Regions from separate parts of the Mus musculus genome. Here regions 1, 3, 4, 5 and 6 are each linked to region 2. A link is a contact called in public Hi-C, HiChIP or PLAC-seq and promoter capture Hi-C data. All regions are on one chromosome and are shown on one strand. Each heading gives the region's core, a stretch centred on a gene start, on an enhancer-like site or on the middle of the called end of the contact. The rest is flanking DNA. Distances are from core to core; before and after follow the strand shown.

Region 1 (2,700 bases), core at 156-2,655, 470 kb after region 2:
AAGTAATGCAAAGCCAGGAGGGCAGTGTGGTCCTTTCATCCGAGCATTTAGGGGGTGGAGACAGAAAGACTGGGATTCAAGGACAGCCTCAGACACCTCAGGAGTGTAGGGCCAGTCCTGGTGACTTGCAATCTCATTACAAAAAGATTCAAACAACAGAACAAAAGCACATCAGCGCTGTCACAAATGGATCCCAAGACTCATTACACCAGTGCTAAAGGGAACTTTTCCATCAGAATTCACCCACAACATCACACTCTTGCCAAAACTTCCATTCAATCAGAATCCTATGGAATTATCTTTGATTCTAAAGATGTTGTTGGAGGAAGCATTTTCCAGCTCTGAAGTACTGTGAATGGTAATGTCTCACTTCCCTCTAGTTTCTCTATCAGGCAATAATGTTATTTCTATTCTTGAATTATTTGGTGCTTTACTGAGTCACATAGGTAAGAAAGGAGGTAAAGAATTCATTCACTCTGGAACCTTAGAAAGCAAGCCTACACCAAAACATCCTAGCACTTGGGAGGTGGGGCAGGAGAATCAGGAGTTTAAGGTCATCCTCAGCCAGAGTCTGAGGTGAGTTTGGGATATATGAGGCTCTGTGTGCCCACCTTCCCAACTGTTTACATCAAAACACAACCGGACCCAATTATCTGACAGGGAAAGAGGATCCCAGTTCAAGATTTCTCCACAGGAGGCAGGCTCAGAGGTCCGAGGTTGGACAGAGACATGCTAGCCCCAAGGAGACTCCATCTGAAGTCTCAAAGAAATGTCAAGAGCAGCAGACAGTCCTCCTGGCTATTGAAGCTGCCTCTTAAGTAGGGCTGGAACAACCTGGAGCCTGAGGAAACACGCAGGAGTCACTCTTCTACAGGACCTAACGGTATCTTCCTCTCTTCCTCCAGTTCCACTGCACAGTTTAGAGTTGAGCAGGTGGTGGCCAGAAGGTGAAATATGGTCTGTGAGTGCCAGTTTTTAGCATGCTGAGCCAGCATTGCATTCCATGCCAGTCTGGGTTATACAGACGAGATACAGTCCAGAAAGAACAGAGTTGGACTCAGATCACTTGTAGAGCGCTAGCCTGACACACATGAAACCCTGGGCTCTATCCTCACCGCCGCACAAACCTCAGCTGACAGCAGCCTGGGGCCTCACTGAGACCTGCTCAGCGTACTCAGCACAAGGTAGAGTGTGCGCTCATGAGCCAGGGTGGGGTGGTCTGGACGTTGGCTCCCGCCCTGGTCCTCAGACACATCCGCCAGACTCTGAGCTTGCCTCCAAAAGCGTCTGCGCGTGCGCACCCCACAGTTAGCGCGCGTCTGCCAGCTACTTCCGGCTGGCCCTTGGCAGCCCTCACACACCCTCCCAGGAGCCTCAGCTGGGGTGCCGCCTCCTCGCGAAGCAGTCACTTGAACGGCGGGCTAGAAAAAACCGGAGGGGAAAGCTGCGGGAGGCGACAGCAGGGGCGAGAGAGGACGTAGCATCCACACCCTACGCAAGCGCGTCGTAGTCACATGACAAGGGGCGGTGCCCGTGTGGGCGGGAGCGAAGTCACGGCTAGGGTCGAGGTTGCTACGGCGGACCAGCGGTGGCAACGGTAGTATGGCCGCGCTTTATGGTGGCGTGGAAGGGTGAGCGCTGGATCGGCCGAAGGCTGTCCGTCCGGGAGCGGCGGGTCAGGGGGCGGCGGCCCACACCATGCCCGGTGCCTTTGTGCTCCACGGTGCGACCACGCCCCTCCCGGCCATCACCTTTCTGCCACAGGGCTCTTGTGTCAACCTGGAGAGTTGTGCAGAGCTGGGGGGTCAGGTGGGAAGTTGCCGGTCGCGGGTGGACGTGGGAAAGAGGCAGAAGCTGAGACTGAGATTCATGCACAAGGGAACCCGGGAGTTAAGCAGCTGTCACCAGAGCACTGTCTTATCTTGGTGCTCCGGACCCTCCACTGCTGTCGGCCCCGAACGCCCTTGGTTCCTATATTCTCCTGCTTAGAAGCTGGTCTGCTTGACTTTGGGAAGTAGCTCTACTAAGCATGGCTTTGGGTGAGACGTAAGGCAAGGACAAGAGTGAGCAAGATGGTGGTTTATCCGGTCCCCTGCGCGTGACAAGCATTTTGTGGAACTGGGTGTGTCAAATCAGGACCTGATAGGAAGATTTGGTATCCTAGCTGCTTGCTGCTGATTTACCCGGAAGTCTCTTCCCGTGAATTGCGAAAGCGGATGACCCCTGGCTTTATTTATGATACCTTACAAGGAAAAACCCTCAGCACAGCGTAGGAGTTTGCACTTAGCCTTGTTATATTCATATGGAAGGTAGAACTTATTTTTCCCAGTTTGTCAAGAAATTAATTTGGATTTTTAATCTACTGTCTCATGCATTAATATCCCTTCGGATGTACTCTTGATGTACTACTCTTTGAGTTGGATCGAGTCTTTATTGTCTATTACAAGAAGTATTGGTCAGAGCCGGGCGGTGGTGGCGCACGCCTTTAATCCCAGCACTTGGGAGGCAGAGGCAGGCAGATTTCTGAGTTCGAGGACAGCCTGGTCTACACAGTGAGTTCCAGGACAGCCAGGGCTACACAGAAAAACCCTGTCTTGAAAAACAAAAAAACAAAACAAAACAAAACAACAACAACAAAAAGTATTGGTCAGTAGGACATCCTCCTACACGTATCACCCTTCTTCTAAAGTACCACTTACC
Region 2 (2,870 bases), core at 121-2,620:
GTGTGTATACATATAATGTCATATATGTATACACACATATACATATATATATATATATACATACACACACATACATACACACACACATATAATTTTTGAGAGTCTTTCTATGTAGTCATGGCTGTCCTAGAACATGCTATGCAGACCAAGCTGGCCATGAACTCACAAAGACCCATCTGCCTCTACCTCCCAGTGCTGGGATTAAAGAAGCTGTGTATCATCATGCTTGTCCTGACTTGATATAAACATAAGGACACAGACTCAAACCTTAATAATATGTTATTTAAAAATATACTTATGAAAAAAATAAACAAATAAAAGGACAAGAGGCAGAGGCAGGAAGATATCTGTTAGTTCGAGGCCAGCCTGATCTACAAAACAAGTTCCAGGACAGCAGGACTACATAGAGACCCTGTCTCAAAAAACCAGGAAAACAAACAAACAAAAAAAACCAACAAAAAACAAAACCAAAAACAAACAAACAAAAGATTCAAAAAATATATCAAGGCACATACTCTAAATCACATACAAATTTACAGAAGTTAGTGAAAAAAAGGAAAGAAAGAAAAGAAAAAGCTTACTGAATAATCCTGATAACCTAGGCTGCCCCCCCCCCCATCAAGGTAGAAAAGGAGAACCAGCTACTACTACATACCACACTAATAAATACAAATGTATAAAAGGTGGTTTAAAAAGTTAATAGAAGGAGGCAGGTGGTAGCTCAAGCCTGTAATTCCCGCACCTGGGAAGCAGACGCAGGACGGTCAGGAGGTCAGGGTCATCCTTGGCGACATAGTAAACTTTAAACCAGCCTGGGCAGCCTGGAACACCTGAGATCCTGTCTCAACCAAGGAACAACACGCAAACAAACAGGAACCCAAAAGTTGATAAAATAAAATTGATGACATTAATGTGACAGGTGGCATTCAAATGGTTTTAAACCACCGGCAAAATACTGGATCTTTGCCACTGCGCATCTGCAGTTTCATTTATTTCCACAGGTTTTTTTTCTCCCCCCTCTTTTCTTCATTCTACCATAGTGTCACCTGGTGTCAACATATCCTCCCACACGGAACATGCACATGGACATTCATAGCAGCGTTACAGTGTGTGTGTAGAAACCTCCCAGGTGTCCATCAACAGGCGAGGTGGCCAGAATAGCATTCCTTTAGGAGAAGACATCAAGTTTTTCTAAATAGCGAAACAGTCACCAAGTAGCGCTGGCAGACGTCCCTCGGCCACGGAACAGTTGACAGCGGCGCCTAGTTGGCCCCATTTCCCTCCCGTGCCCACAGAATACTGATTGGCTGAGCTCAGGAAGGGGCAGGGTGAAGCTCAGCGGGACGGGAAGAAGCCCGGTCTCGCGAGATCCTCTTGGTTCCGCATTTTGGCTCGCGGAGCTGTGGGAGGCAGCGCGGAGGAGCCCGCGGTCGGTGCTTGGTCGCGGCGGCTGGAACTCGGTACCAAACCCGGGCCGTGAAGCTTCGGCAGCCCTGTAGAGCCGCGGACCGTCCTCTGCCTCCCGGTGCCCGCGGCGGCGCCGAGTCTGACGGGGCGGGGGCCACGGCCCCTCGGGCTAGCGAGGATGAGCTTCCTCTTGTGAGTGGGCCGGGCCGGGCCGGGGCGGGGCGGGTGTCGGTCGGCAGGGCCGGGCCGAGGGGCCAAGCGGAGGGCGGAGCCCGACCTAGGGCTGCTCCGGGCCTGCCGCCCCGGGATCGGCTAGCGCAGGAAAATGTGCAGTGCCTCGGTGACCAGACCAGGCTGAGAAAGAAAGGCGCAGGTTCTCAGTGGCTTCCCACAGGTTTGCATTTGGGAAGAGGGCATTGCTCCTTCCAATGTGACTTTTCTCTTAGCCCAGGCGGGGCTTGAACCTGGACTCCTCCTGCCTCTGCTTTCCCAAGGAGCCAGGATACAGCCTCGGCCACTAGGACAGGCCTCCTTTAAATGTGGGGGTTTTGTTTTGAGAAATGGTCTTGCTATGTAGCCCAGGCTGGCCTCGAGCCCTCTTAGATGTTGGGATTAAAGGTGGGTGCTTTCATCTCGGCCCACATGTGAATTTTTTTTAAGGTTTTTATTTTTTTTGAGAACTTAATAGATGCGTATTTTCATTTCTAACTCCTCCAGTGCCCTCTCATCTCCCATTCAAATTCATGTTCTCTTATCTATATTCTATATTACGTCTATACAACATACATACGTAATGGATCCAGTTAGTGTCGTCTGTATGTACTTGGGTGTAGAGCTGACTATTTCATTATGAGTCTATTTGAGCTTGTCCCTGAAAAACCTGACTCTTCTTGTGGACTGTCCATAGCTCTTCAGCCAGGTGAGGTAAATGGAAGTTTTTATTTATAACTTAAACCGATGGACAGTTTTTCCCACTCTTTGGCTATTCTGAATAACGCTGCTGTGAGCAGCTGGTTATAGGTTTTTGGGTATGTGTGTGTGATGGTATCTCCTGGGTCTTAGTGAGGTTTTTGCATGTTAGCCTTTGAGGCACTGCCAAGCCTTCTAAAGCCTGCACTGCATTTAACATCCCATTCTCATTGTATTGAGTTTTCAGAATTCTTCAGTTCACACCTGCCTGGTAATTACCACTGATAGATCTGAGGGTGAAGTGGAATTTATTGATTTACATTCTCCCAATGACCAGCAATGTTAAGCATCGTTTGTGTGTGTGTGTGTGTGTGTGTGTGTGTGTCTGTGTCTGTATTTTGTGTTTTCAGACTATTTGTGGATAGAGTTTATTGAGATCCTTTTCCTATTTTAAAATCAGATTGTTCTTTATTTTGTTAGCATCTGTTAATTGTACAAATTAATGGGTTTCACTGTGACATTTCCACGTGTGTATATGGTGCAGTGGTTGTGTC
Region 3 (2,700 bases), core at 98-2,597, 320 kb before region 2:
CACTTCTGCGACTGCCCCTCAGCTCAGTTTACTTAGGTTCTCCACCCACTTCCTCAGAGTCTCTGAGATGATCCATCACTCAGCAAGCATTTCTCCCAGTGCTTTCAATCCCTTTTCTTTTCTTTTTGACAAATTGGAGGTTGAACCCAGGATCTCACATATGCTAGTCACTCTACCCTGATTCTATATCCCCAGGCCTCCATTTGTTTGTTTGTTTGTTTGTTTGTTTGTTTGTTTATGTATTTAGTCTGAGACAGGTCTCATTTTAAGTTACCCAGGGACTTGAACTTACTCTGCAACCCAAACAAGCCTTGACTTCAAGACCTTCCCATCTCGGCCTCCCTGACCTTGCTTTTAATACAGTTGTTGTTTTGTTGTTGTGTTGTTGTTTTGTTGTTGTTTTGTTGTTTAAATAAAGGCAGGGTCTCATGTAGCCCAGGTTAACCTTCTGAAACTTGCTATGTAGCTGAGGATAGCCTTTGCTTCCCCAGCATCGGTATGCACAGGCACCGCTATACTTGGCTTAATGCTTATAGTAGAGGATTTTTTTTTTGTTCATTTCGTTTTTTGTTTTTTGAGACAAAGTCTCTCCCTGGCGTAGCCCTGGCTGTTCTGGAACTCACTTTGTAGGCCAGGCTGGCCTCAAACTCACTAAGATACTCCTGTGTCCACTTGCTGAGTACTAGGATTAAAGGTGTACACCACTATGCCTGGGGAGTATGTGATATTTTAGACATTAGCATTTTAACACATTTTCCTGAAAATATGCATCCTTCAACACTCTTGCCAGGATTATAGTCCAAGACAATGAAGTAAAGACATATAAAACAAGACGTGCATCTCAGTGTTATTTACAGTGGTGGAAAATTAGAAATAACTTAATGTCTTAAATGGATGAATGGATGTCCTGGTTGACTTTTTGTCAACTTGTCACAAGCTAAAGGTATCTGGGAGGAGGGACTCTCAACTGAGAAAATGCTTCTGTAAGACTGGTTGGTAGGCAAGTCTACAGGGCATTTTCTTAATGTGGGAGAGGCCATCCTATTATGGGTGGTACCTCCCACTGGGCAGGTTATTACAGGATATTTTATCTCACTGTGATCAACCCAGAGATTGTTATTTACTGAGAAAACCTGATTTTAGTTGTAGTGTGGCTCAGCCTTAGCACACACCTTTAATCCAAGAGCTTTCTGATTAAATTCTATCCAAGAGCTTTCTGTAAACGGATTAAATAAAGTCAAACATAGGTCAAGAGGCGGAGCAAGCAACCAGTAGACAGGAAGTGAACATCAGATTATTAAGGGAAAAACAACCATAGACTGTAAGAGGGACTCAGGAGGACAGATAGCGAGACGCACAGGAAGTAGAAGGGACGGATACTCTGTTTGATGGAGGTTTTCTGCGACAGGGTGAGAGAGAGGTTCTTCTAGGATGTGGACTGAGGAGGAAGGTCAGCTGGGTGCTTTCTCTGCCTCTCTGAGCTAGCAGGCTTTCACCCCCACATCTGGCTCCCAAGGCTTCGTTGCTAAAATCAAACAATTGAGGTTTTATTTAAAAACTACATAGGTGGCCCTGAGTTTCATTTTTTAAAAAAGTAGTCTGAGCAAGCCATCGAGAGCTTCTTCTGTGCTCTCTGCTCCTGTTCCTGCCTCCAAGTTCATGCCTTGAGGTCCTGGCTTGGCTTCCTCTGAGGACAGACAGACAGACAGACAGCTGAAACAAACTTTTTCCTCCTGATGTTGCTTTTGGACTTGGTTTTGATTCTCCTTTGCTCACACTGTAGGCTTCAGTATTTCACTAGAACAGAGTCTGCTCATTCATGGTCTCCTTTTATGTCTGTGTGTTTGTGTGTGTGTTTGTGTGTTTGTGTGTTTGTTTGGGAAGTAGGAGGTTTCCACGCTGTAATATGCATGGGAGTTAGGGGACAGCCATCAGGAGTCGTACTCTGTGTGGGTCCCAGGGATCTTGATCTTCCCACTGCCCTCCTAGTGGGAGGAGGGACAAATCAGTTTTCTACATCCATGCTATTTGAATGACACCTTCTCTGCGTGGCATAAATCCCAAATGGCAGCACAAGAGAGAGAGAGGGAGAGAGAGAGAAGAATTTTTCACAAGCTTCAAGTCATTCATTCGACAAGAAATAGTTTTACACTTACTATGTGACAAGGCTTATTATTTGGTTTGAACATGCCTGACCCTGTTTGCACAAGTTGCCCGAACCTTGGTTTTTTTTTTTAGATCTTTATTTTTATTAGCCTGTATGGATATATATCTATATGAGTGTACGCCGCTTGTTACAGGTGGCCACCGAGGCTAGACCTGGAGTTTCAGGCAGTTATGCCCTGGCTAGCATGGTTGCTGGAACCAAACTTGGGTTCTTTGAAGGTCGCAAAGAGCTCCTAGTTGCTGATCCGTCTCCACAGCCCTGTGTGTGCTGAACTTTGCCTCCATCTCTGGTCCGGGATTTTTACATTTGGTTTATTTGTCCTTTTCAAATCCAGTGCCTCCTCAGTTCCCCGTGCAATTCTCTGTGCCCCCGCCTTCCCACACCGGGGTTCCCCACAGCCAACTCCTGTTCTAACTTCTGTCTTTCTGTTAATAGAGCTCTATCATTGTCTAAGTCACCCAGGCTTGAAACCTCATCCACTTTCAGCCATGGTGTCCTTTACACTCCAGTCACCTGGGGCCACCTCAGTTTTC
Region 4 (2,799 bases), core at 249-2,748, 410 kb before region 2:
GCTGTCAAGGAAAGTAGAACAGAAACTTCAACTGGAAAGGGCTGCATCCTCACCGGGGTTCGAGGTCCCTCACCAGGGATGGACGAGGCACATTCACAGGCCAAGAGCAGGACGGAGCAGATGCAGCGCACACAGGAATAACGAAGCAAGAAAGGAGGCGATGGTGTCTTCAAGCACGTGCAGAGCCTAGCTTCACTAGCTTCCGAGGAGGACTGGAGAGAGGTGGGATCTCCAGCAGCAGTGTGTCCAGGGACTGGCCTCAGGCAGCAGGCCAGGGAGGAACTGCCTCACAGCAACACCTCCTCCATTTATGTGGCCCAAGTGTGGTGACTATGGACCATGGTCCTTTAACCTCATTAAGGCCTTGAGAATCTGATGAAAGCCATCACACACACACACACACACACACACACACACACACACACACGCACGCACGCACACATGCCACACATGGACAGACATTTCTTTGCATACAATTTCAGGGAGTCCTGCTAGGGGACTCCTGCTTTAGGGCAAGGGTGAAAGTCACTGAGGCAAATCTTCTTGAACCTGCTTGTAATTTCCTACACACTTTTCTGGGTTCCTTTTGTCATCCCTCAATAGCTAGAATGTTGTGAAGTTCATTTTAAATGGAAGCCAAGGAAAGAGGGCTCAGCCTCCACTCCAGCCAGGGAAAAAGCAGCGGTGGCACGGCAGTGGTGGCAGCCAGAGGAGAAAGATGAGGAGAAGGACGGGGCCACGTGTCCTGCTGCCCTTCCCACCAGAAGGTCACTTTGGGAACTTTGCTCAAAGTTGAAGAAGCGCTGTGGGGTGATGGGGTCGTGTGGTTTCCCTCACTGGCTACCGAGGGTAAAGTTGTCCCCCGTTCCAACCTTCCTCTCCGACCCCCCAAAAGCACCTAGGCACCGGCCCTGTCATCCACACACACCTGGACAGGTCTTCGAGGCACACCAGTGTATAGACACACACTCTTCAAGGGACAAAGGGAAACTGAGTTGGGAGAGATCTCAAGGCAGTCCGGGGATCATGCGCTCCCCAGAGTCAGCAAACTGGAAAATCATCATACAGGCACCACACGGATGCAGGGCACACGCGCTCCAACCACCCCGCAGTGCTCCCTCTTTCCGGGGGCCCACCATAAGCAAATCAGAGCCTGTGTCCTTGCTCCACCCCACAAGCTGATGATGGGCCCAAGACAAGAGGCCATAGCAGAGGGCTACAGGGTTGATCTCTCATGAGAATCAGGAATCAGGCAAAGGTCTGGCCCTCAGCTCATCCAGGTCCAGAGGACAGACACTGACGTGTGATCACACAGACTCCAAGAGAATGGAGCAGCCATGATCGTCTCCCAGGTTCAGTGACCCTGGTCTTCGTAGCCGCTAGTTCCAGAGATTGCTCATGGCTGGCAGTCATTTTCCTGGCTTTAGATAGACGTCTCATCGCACGTGGCCAGAGGAGCCCCAGTGAGCCGGATGTGGGCTGGGCTCGGGCAAGAATCCAGCAGGAAGGGTGGAGGGAAGCCACCAAAACCACTGCCCCGCTTACCCAGGGCCAGGGGCAGCCGTTCATCTTCAGGTGAAGGAGAGGGAGGGTCTTGGCTATAGCTTGTGGTCCCAGAAGGTGGAGCCCCCAGATCTAAGCCCACCTTGTCTCTAGCTAGAAGCTCCCTCTGTCGCCGCCGCTGCTGACGGCGACCAATCAGGAGGAGAGTGAGAGATGCTGCTAGAACACCCAGGAAAAAGCCAACCAGCCCAGCCCCCACAACGGTGTGGGCCCGGTTTGCGGGCCCCCTCTGGCTGCCCCACACCAAGCTATAAGCAGCCACCACACGGGCGGCTCCACCCTCCTGACACTCGCAAGCATAAGCCCCCATGGCCCCTGGGGTCACCACCACCTCTAGCCCATCCCTTCGTGGGGTGAGCGAAGTCACTCCACTGGGCTGGTGCCACACACAGGATGCCCAGGCAGAACTGGGGGAGCACGGCAGGACCACGTGGCCCACCGTAGCCACTGGAACTTCAAACACTACCGGATGTTCTGTGGAGAGAAGGCAAAGACACAAAAGACATGAAGCTATAGGCAGGAAGTAGGATGGGGGCATATGGAGAGATGTCATATATAAGATATGTAGGGACATTGCCAAAAGGGATTCCCAAAAATGGAAAGGCCCTGGGTCCTGGGTCCTGGGTCCTGGACTGCCATGTCTTCATGGGATCAAGTCTTTTGAATGAGACAAAAAAGATCAACTCTCTAGCCCCTTTCTATACATTCCACCCGCATTTCTCTGAGCCATACAAACCTCCAGGTTCTTTTGGACACAAAGAAGAGACATCTGCTGACTCTATGTCTTGAACCATCCTACAGAGAAGAGAATATCTGGTAAACCTAGTGTTCCAATGTGCTTGCACCTTCCTCAGACCCTCACAGTACCATGGTACTCAGCCCCACGGTACTCCCACTACCACAGTACTTGGTTACCACAGTACTCAGTTATCACAGTACTTGGTTGCCACAGTATTCAGTTAACAAAGTACTCAGTTAACACAGTACTAAGTTATCACAGTACTCAGTTATCATAGTACTTGGTTACCACAGTACTCAGTTATCACAGTACTTGGTTGCCACAGTATTCAGTTAACAAAGTACTCAGTTAACACAGTACTAAGTTATCACAGTACTCAGTTATCATAGTATTTGGTTATTACAGTACTTGGTTACCACAGTACTCAGTTATCATAGTACTTGGTTGTCACAGTATTCAGTTAACAAAGTACTCAGTTAACACAGTACTCAGTTATC
Region 5 (2,764 bases), core at 125-2,624, 270 kb after region 2:
TCTTCTATCTGTACTGTCAATCTGGATGATCCTCCTTTGTGTTTACAATCTTTGCAAAAGTAAACAGATGTTGGCCTGTTAACATATGGCTTTTCTATTTACAATTTGCATTTTCTATTATTGACTTTTAATGATGAGAGAATATTTATAATTGTAAGTATACATGGTTCTAAAATTGACTAAAATATGAGCTATGTAAATGTAAATATAATGTTTGCTTTTGTACAAAATGACTATATACATTTGTGAAAGTAAATACTATCAGCCAGAAGTTTTAACTAGCAGTCATCTGTCCATTTATTCACTCATGAAAAAATAACACTGATTTTTCTTTCAGCTTACACAGATCTAAGTTGCTGTGAATATTACTAACAGAGAATTCGAGGAAACTTCAGAAATTACAAACTAGTGTAAACTGATCTCTTATTGGCTGCCATAATGACTCACAGTCTATTCTGGGACTTGTCTGCTACTCTGACCTCAAATGTCCTGTCCTTTGGTTCCACTTGTAGAGGAATCAGAGATTTGCTAGCAGGCACAGGAGCCTCTACCAGAGTGCTGGGGAAATCCTGGACTTGAGCTTTCCCCTCTCTCTGTTTTTGATGTTTACGTAAAGCCCTTCTGTGCACAGTTGTCATGACGCCTAATGTGTGATACCAGTAAAAGCAGCTGTCAGTGGATGGGTGGCTGACATAGTTTTTGGCAATTGACAGCATTGAAAAAACCTAAAATGGGATGATGGCTGTCAATATCAGACAGGTTAAGTGAACTTAATGTACATTAACTTATATTTAGTATAATCAGTGAAATGCTCTGGTGCTTTTAAAACTAACATGGAAATAAATATATGTATATATGTATATAATATACAAACATGTGTATATATGTGCATAGAATATTTATTTGTATAATAGTTATGTATATATGCATGCATTTGAGGGAAATGGAAATGTTTTATATAAAACGACTATATACATGTGTAAAAGTAAATATTATGAACAATGTACAAAATGTCTACATCTGACTACATTGTAAAGAACACGCAGGCATCTGTGGCGGGGTGGGAGGAGGTCTGAACTTCTGTTTCTATTCTGAGGTTTTGGAGTGAAGCAGGAGGGAGCATTATCAAGCACACAGGCACTATTCGCCTTGAGCTATAGAGGGCGCAGTGGGGCCAAAGTCCGGCTGACAAATGGAGTTCTTCGGCAGCCTTCATTCAATGTCAACACAGTGAATTTGTATAATAGTTATGTATATATGCATGCATTTGAGGGAAATGGAAATGTTTTGTATAAAACGACTATATACATGTGTGAAAGTAAATACAATGGGCCGCTACACTGGGACACTAGGGATGCTGGGGCAGAGAGTTCCTTGTTTTACTATTGTTCTGAATCTAGAGGCATCTTCAGGTCGCCCCGAGGTTGTGGGGACCGTCCCGCATTGTGTGCGATGCATTTCGGCGCCCACATGAGCCAGCGGCATCACGTCTGCTGTGGGAGCTGGATGTAGCTGTCTGTGCTGCACCAAAGAAGAAGGGTATGGTAAGGCGCTCTGTTGTAGCTTCAGTAGCCTTGGGTCTCCATGTTCCCCGCGACCTTTGTTCCTTCCGCCTCCCAGAGTTCTTAGCGCATCCACTCTGCATCCCATAGTCTCAGGTCTGTCCCAACCGGGCTCTGTCTGTGGATCTCGGGCTGCCCCCCAGAGTTCTTAGCGCATCCACTCCGCATCCCATAGTCTCAGGTCTGTCCCAACCGGGCTCTGTCTGTGGATCTCCGGCCAGTGCGGAAGAGCGCAGTGGGCACAAAGTGCTGTTTGTATTGAGTCGTCCTAGGATCTTAGAGATCTGCAATCCTCGAGTTGCTATTTAGATGTACACAGTGTGAGGGATCTGGTCTGAGCTGTAGACATCCTGCCCTCAGTTACCAGCTGAGGATATCCTGAAACTTCAGAGCTGTGGAGGCTGAGGGGTCATTTGAAAGTTTTCCCTGCCTGGGTCAATGGTTAGTTTTACAACTTTGCCCAAGGGTGTTGACGAATCCCTTACTCCTTTCCACTGTCTGCTCCCCACTCCAGATTGCAAGTCTGTCCTTTATCTCCATAACTAAGGAATAGCTGAAGCCAGGTGTGACCAGACCCACTTTTCCCCTTCTTAGCATTCATCAAATCCTTTGTTTTATCTCCATAAGTATGCAATAGCCAACACCCCTGGATGGCTAGACTGTCCTCGTCCCTCCCCGGACTTCAGTTAAGTCCTGCGTTTATCTCCAGGCTATTCTTAGAGTCTGGCAGCTTCCTTCCTTCAGCAACCCAGTGCAGAACTTGCCTGACCTGTTGCAAAAGCATTCTACATGTGTTGTCCGTTCTCTACTCTCAGTTCCCTCCGATGCACTTTCTATACAAGAAACCATAAACATAATGAATTATTTAAAATCAAAATGGAGTGGCAAGACAGCTCAAATACAGCAAAAGGTTAAATAAAAAGCCAACTCCTTGTCATGGCCTGTCACAGTTGGTTCCACTATTCTGGGGCCCTTTAAATCTTCAGCCCTGAGGGTTAGAGATGGGGAAGAACACTACATAGTCATCAAGAGAAAAATCCACCAAGAGGACAGTGCAATCCTTAGTATCTATGCACCAAACACCGGGGCACTTAAACTCACAAAAGAAACAGTGCTGCTACAGCCTAAATCAAATGTTGGCCTTTACACACTGAGAGTAGGAGACTTCAATACCCCATTCTCACTAATAGATAGGTCATCCA
Region 6 (2,700 bases), core at 188-2,687, 440 kb before region 2:
TTGAGTTGGGGCTCATCTCTGCCTTATGAATATGAGCATTCCTGAACAGAGCACATTGAAGTCTGTTAGCTATTGTGTGTGTGTAAGTTCACATGCATGTATGCACATATGCACATAGGTACCTTCAGAAACCAGGCATTAGTTACTAGGTACCACAGAGCTGTGATTCTCAGCCTGTGGGTTGCACAGGCCATCCTTTGGGGGAGTTGAATGACCCTTTCATAAAGGTCACTTCAGACCACCAGAAAACGCAGATATTTGCTATAACAGTAGCAAAATTACAGTTATGAAGTAGCAACAAAATAATTTCATGGTTGGAGGTCACCCCCCATGAGGAACCATGTTAAAGGGTGGTAGCATTAGGAAGGTTGAGAATCACTTATATATGGACCGTTGTGAGCCACTTGATACAGTTCTGGGAACTTAGCTCTGGCCCTCAACAAGAGCAGCAAGTGTTTACCATTAGGGACACCTCTTCAGCATCAGGTATCTTTTAAAAATTTTTATTAAATTTTTATATAAATTTTATACAATTTTTTTTATTTATGTGTGTGCATAGGCAGGTGTGTAAGGAGGCCAGGAGAGGGCGCTGTGCTGGGAAATGAACTTAGGTCCTCTGGAAGAGCAGCAAACTGCTCTTGACCCTGGTCACTGCTCATACATCCTTCCCACCAAAATCTGTTATCTTTTTAACTATGATTAGCCTAATTTTTGTTTGTTTGCTTGCTTGCTTATTTTTGTTTTTCGAGACAGGGTTTCTATGTAGTCCTGGCTGTCCTGAAACTCATTTTGAAGACCAACCAGGCTGGCCTCGAACTCACATAGATCCTCAGCTTCAGCCTCCAGAGTGCTGGGACCAAAAGTGTGTGCCACCATGCCCGTCGATTATCCTGTCTTTAAAGGGAGAAACAGAGAACCCTGAGGAGGAAAGGTGGGGTGCAAATTAATCAACACTGCCTGGTCTAAAATAAAAAGTCTCAAGACCAGGACCCCAAACCATCTTCTCTGCCTCTCCAGGGGCCTGCACTAAGGGGCCAGCCAGCCAGTCAGGGGAACGCCACAGTAGCCCACTCTTGGAGGTCCCAAGCAGATGACCTTGTGGTCCCCAGGAGTGGCAGCACGGAGGGCGGACATGCTCAGATCTCAGTGGCTGTTGGCAAGGTTACATAAAATTTTATGAAGCACGCAGGACTGGCCCTGGAGCTGGCAGGAGGGCGGAGGAGAGAGCCTCATAACCACGCAGGCTATTGATCACTCAGCCTCTGCTCACAGTCCCCCACACCCAACCCACCCGCAAAGGCGTCCTACCCGCTGGGCAAAGAATGCTGCTCCCGCACTGGCCTAGGGCCCAACCTGCGCTGCAGGTCTGCAGGACCCACCGAGCCTGCTCCGGTGGCCTTTCCAGTGGACCTAAACTGGTGAAGGTTAGAAGAGTGAGGCTTTGTATCACAAGTTTCTGACTCAGTATTCTGATGCTCAAGTTACTCACAACCCCGAGCGCCCTCGCGCGTTGGCCATGCGCACTTCCTTCAATGCAGCCGACTGGGCCATCGGGCCTGGAGGGAGGACTCAGAGCAGGGTAGCAGATATTCCAATTTATGCTTGCCCTTTAGATATGCTTGTTCTGAAAAGAACGATAGCTCAATAGCTGTCAACAGACAGAATCTAGCTCTCTCACCTCTCTCCCATCCTCCCTCCTTCCCTGCCTTCCTCTCCTCTCCTGTCCTCTCCTGTCCTCTCCTGTCCTGTCCTGTCCTGTCCTATCCTGTCCTCTCCTCTCCTCTCCTCTCCTCTCCTCTCCTCTCCTCTCCTCTCCTCTCCTCTCCTTCCTTCTTCCTCTTCTTTGTTTTGAACCCCCTTATGCCTCTTCTGACCCAGTCTCTCCATTTAGTCCAAACTGGCCTTGAACTCCCAGCAGTTCTCCTGCCTCAGTTCATCAGCCTGGCCACATTTCCTGTTGATGAACTCCTACACCACAAATGCTATTCAGAAGTGTAAGGTAACATTCGCCACCAAAGCTTGTAGTTGGGGCGGCTCATTCAGAACAGATTTTCTACCCCTACTACAGCAATGTCCTTGAGATTTCCATTACAGCCTGCTCCGCCCTGTCTGCATTGCTCAGAATGACCAGTAGACATCACTTGTGGGTCATCACAGCATAGCTGGTTACTCTACCAGCTTACTGTGAGCGAGGAACTCTTTCCAAACCTAAGCAGCTATTACAGAAGTATTTAAAGGACAGCATTCGCGTGGTGGCTCACGGAGGGCACTGAGTTGGAGTCTTAACACCAACTATCGCTAGTTTGTCATCTTGAAGTTACCTTTGTGTGCATTAGCTCCACACCTGCCACCTGGAAATAACAGAGTCTTCGTGAGACAGAGTCTCAGGTACCCCAGGCTGGCCTCAAATTCACTATGTAGCCAAGGATGACCTTGAGCTGACCTTGAGAGTGGAATTAGGGGTTCATGCCACCATTGCCAGTTTACGTGGCACCTGATAGTAAACCAGGGCTCGGTACATGCTATGAAGGCATTCTACTAGCGGAGTTATGGCCACAGCCTCTGTGGCTCCCTTTAATTGAGATAGTATACACAGTCCTTTAGAACTGAAAAAAGAAATGTGCTCTGCACCTGAACATCTGGGCGTGGACTGTTTGGGGACTTGGGGTGAGTCACTTCCTTTCTCTCTGCCTCAGTTTT

The links. Promoter capture Hi-C pulls out the DNA fragments that hold promoters and counts their contacts. A called contact is a pair of places that touch in the nucleus more often than the background predicts. HiChIP or PLAC-seq counts read pairs in DNA pulled down with a chosen protein or histone mark. Capture Hi-C pulls out chosen DNA fragments and counts their contacts.
Region 1: a contact with region 2 is called in a promoter capture Hi-C map of adipose tissue. The contact joins the promoter of Nagk here to the promoter of Mob1a in region 2. A contact is called at or near these places in 9 of 39 promoter capture datasets (the 3T3-L1 cell line, the HPC-7 cell line, cranial neural crest and 6 more), 4 of 484 Hi-C or Micro-C datasets (CD4 T cells, CD8 T cells, natural killer cells and 1 more), 6 of 115 datasets of contacts at active chromatin or transcription factors (bone marrow-derived dendritic cells, embryonic stem cells, extraembryonic endoderm stem cells and 3 more) and 5 of 9 other capture datasets (adipose tissue, embryonic stem cells, liver and 2 more).
Region 3: a contact with region 2 is called in a promoter capture Hi-C map of pre-B cells, with 2.1 times the contacts expected there. The contact joins the enhancer-like site here to the promoter of Mob1a in region 2. A contact is called at or near these places in 9 of 39 promoter capture datasets (the C10 cell line, cranial neural crest, frontonasal cranial neural crest and 4 more), 2 of 15 datasets of contacts at CTCF or cohesin (the NIH/3T3 cell line and pro-B cells), 7 of 484 Hi-C or Micro-C datasets (the Ba/F3 cell line, bone marrow, cortical neurons and 4 more), 17 of 115 datasets of contacts at active chromatin or transcription factors (the 230-238 cell line, the SCID.adh cell line, Th17 cells and 13 more) and 4 of 9 other capture datasets (adipose tissue, bone marrow-derived macrophages, liver and 1 more).
Region 4: a Hi-C map of natural killer cells shows a contact between it and region 2, with 9 times the contacts expected there. The contact joins the enhancer-like site here to the promoter of Mob1a in region 2. A contact is called at or near these places in 1 of 39 promoter capture datasets (cranial neural crest), 1 of 484 Hi-C or Micro-C datasets (natural killer cells), 6 of 115 datasets of contacts at active chromatin or transcription factors (the SCID.adh cell line, effector CD8 T cells, large pre-B cells and 3 more) and 1 of 9 other capture datasets (adipose tissue).
Region 5: an H3K4me3 HiChIP or PLAC-seq map of bone marrow-derived macrophages shows a contact between it and region 2, with 4 times the contacts expected there. The contact joins the enhancer-like site here to the promoter of Mob1a in region 2. A contact is called at or near these places in 7 of 39 promoter capture datasets (the HPC-7 cell line, cranial neural crest, hippocampal neurons and 4 more), 7 of 115 datasets of contacts at active chromatin or transcription factors (bone marrow-derived macrophages, embryonic stem cells, large pre-B cells and 1 more) and 1 of 9 other capture datasets (liver).
Region 6: a promoter capture Hi-C map of neutrophils shows a contact between it and region 2, with 5 times the contacts expected there. The contact joins the promoter of 2310069B03Rik here to the promoter of Mob1a in region 2. A contact is called at or near these places in 3 of 39 promoter capture datasets (neural stem cells, neutrophils and stem cell-derived epiblast-like cells) and 4 of 115 datasets of contacts at active chromatin or transcription factors (bone marrow-derived macrophages, embryonic stem cells, memory CD8 T cells and 1 more).

What each region holds. Positions count from the first base shown.
Region 1 is chr6:83,793,652-83,796,351 of GRCm38.p6, forward strand. It overlaps Nagk (N-acetylglucosamine kinase), which reads left to right and starts at 1,406. Exons shown (of 10, transcript NM_019542.2): 1 at 1,406-1,631. The coding sequence starts at 1,603. It also overlaps the pseudogene LOC665004.
Region 2 is chr6:83,324,669-83,327,538 of GRCm38.p6, forward strand. It overlaps Mob1a (MOB kinase activator 1A), which reads left to right and starts at 1,371. Exons shown (of 6, transcript NM_145571.2): 1 at 1,371-1,599. The coding sequence starts at 1,586. It also overlaps a transcript of Mthfd2 not described here.
Region 3 is chr6:83,008,869-83,011,568 of GRCm38.p6, forward strand. The region is part of intron 7 of M1ap (meiosis 1 associated protein); the gene reads left to right. All of the region lies in intron 2 of Gm32644 (a long non-coding RNA gene), which reads right to left. Among named protein-coding and RNA genes, the nearest start is that of Gm32644, 12 kb to the right of the region's middle. Within about 2 kb of position 1,348, at least 56 of the 459 cell types and tissues checked have an H3K27ac peak or open chromatin away from gene starts, as enhancers often do. A contact at or near this core is called in the 230-238 cell line, the Ba/F3 cell line, the SCID.adh cell line and 7 more, where this site is marked.
Region 4 is chr6:82,912,068-82,914,866 of GRCm38.p6, forward strand. Sema4f (sema domain, immunoglobulin domain (Ig), TM domain, and short cytoplasmic domain) reads right to left here. Exons shown (of 14, transcript NM_011350.4): 13 at 2,300-2,358; 14 at 1-2,037. The coding sequence ends at 1,424. Among named protein-coding and RNA genes, the nearest start is that of Sema4f, 26 kb to the right of the region's middle. Within about 2 kb of position 1,499, at least 81 of the 459 cell types and tissues checked have an H3K27ac peak or open chromatin away from gene starts, as enhancers often do. A contact at or near this core is called in the SCID.adh cell line, effector CD8 T cells, memory CD8 T cells and 1 more, where this site is marked.
Region 5 is chr6:83,597,692-83,600,455 of GRCm38.p6, forward strand. No RefSeq gene overlaps it. Among named protein-coding and RNA genes, the nearest start is that of Stambp, 27 kb to the left of the region's middle. Within about 2 kb of position 1,375, at least 30 of the 459 cell types and tissues checked have an H3K27ac peak or open chromatin away from gene starts, as enhancers often do. A contact at or near this core is called in bone marrow-derived macrophages, where this site is marked.
Region 6 is chr6:82,880,416-82,883,115 of GRCm38.p6, forward strand. It overlaps 2310069B03Rik (RIKEN cDNA 2310069B03 gene), which reads right to left and starts at 1,438. Exons shown (of 4, transcript NR_040520.1): 1 at 1,354-1,438; 2 at 822-894; 3 at 1-41.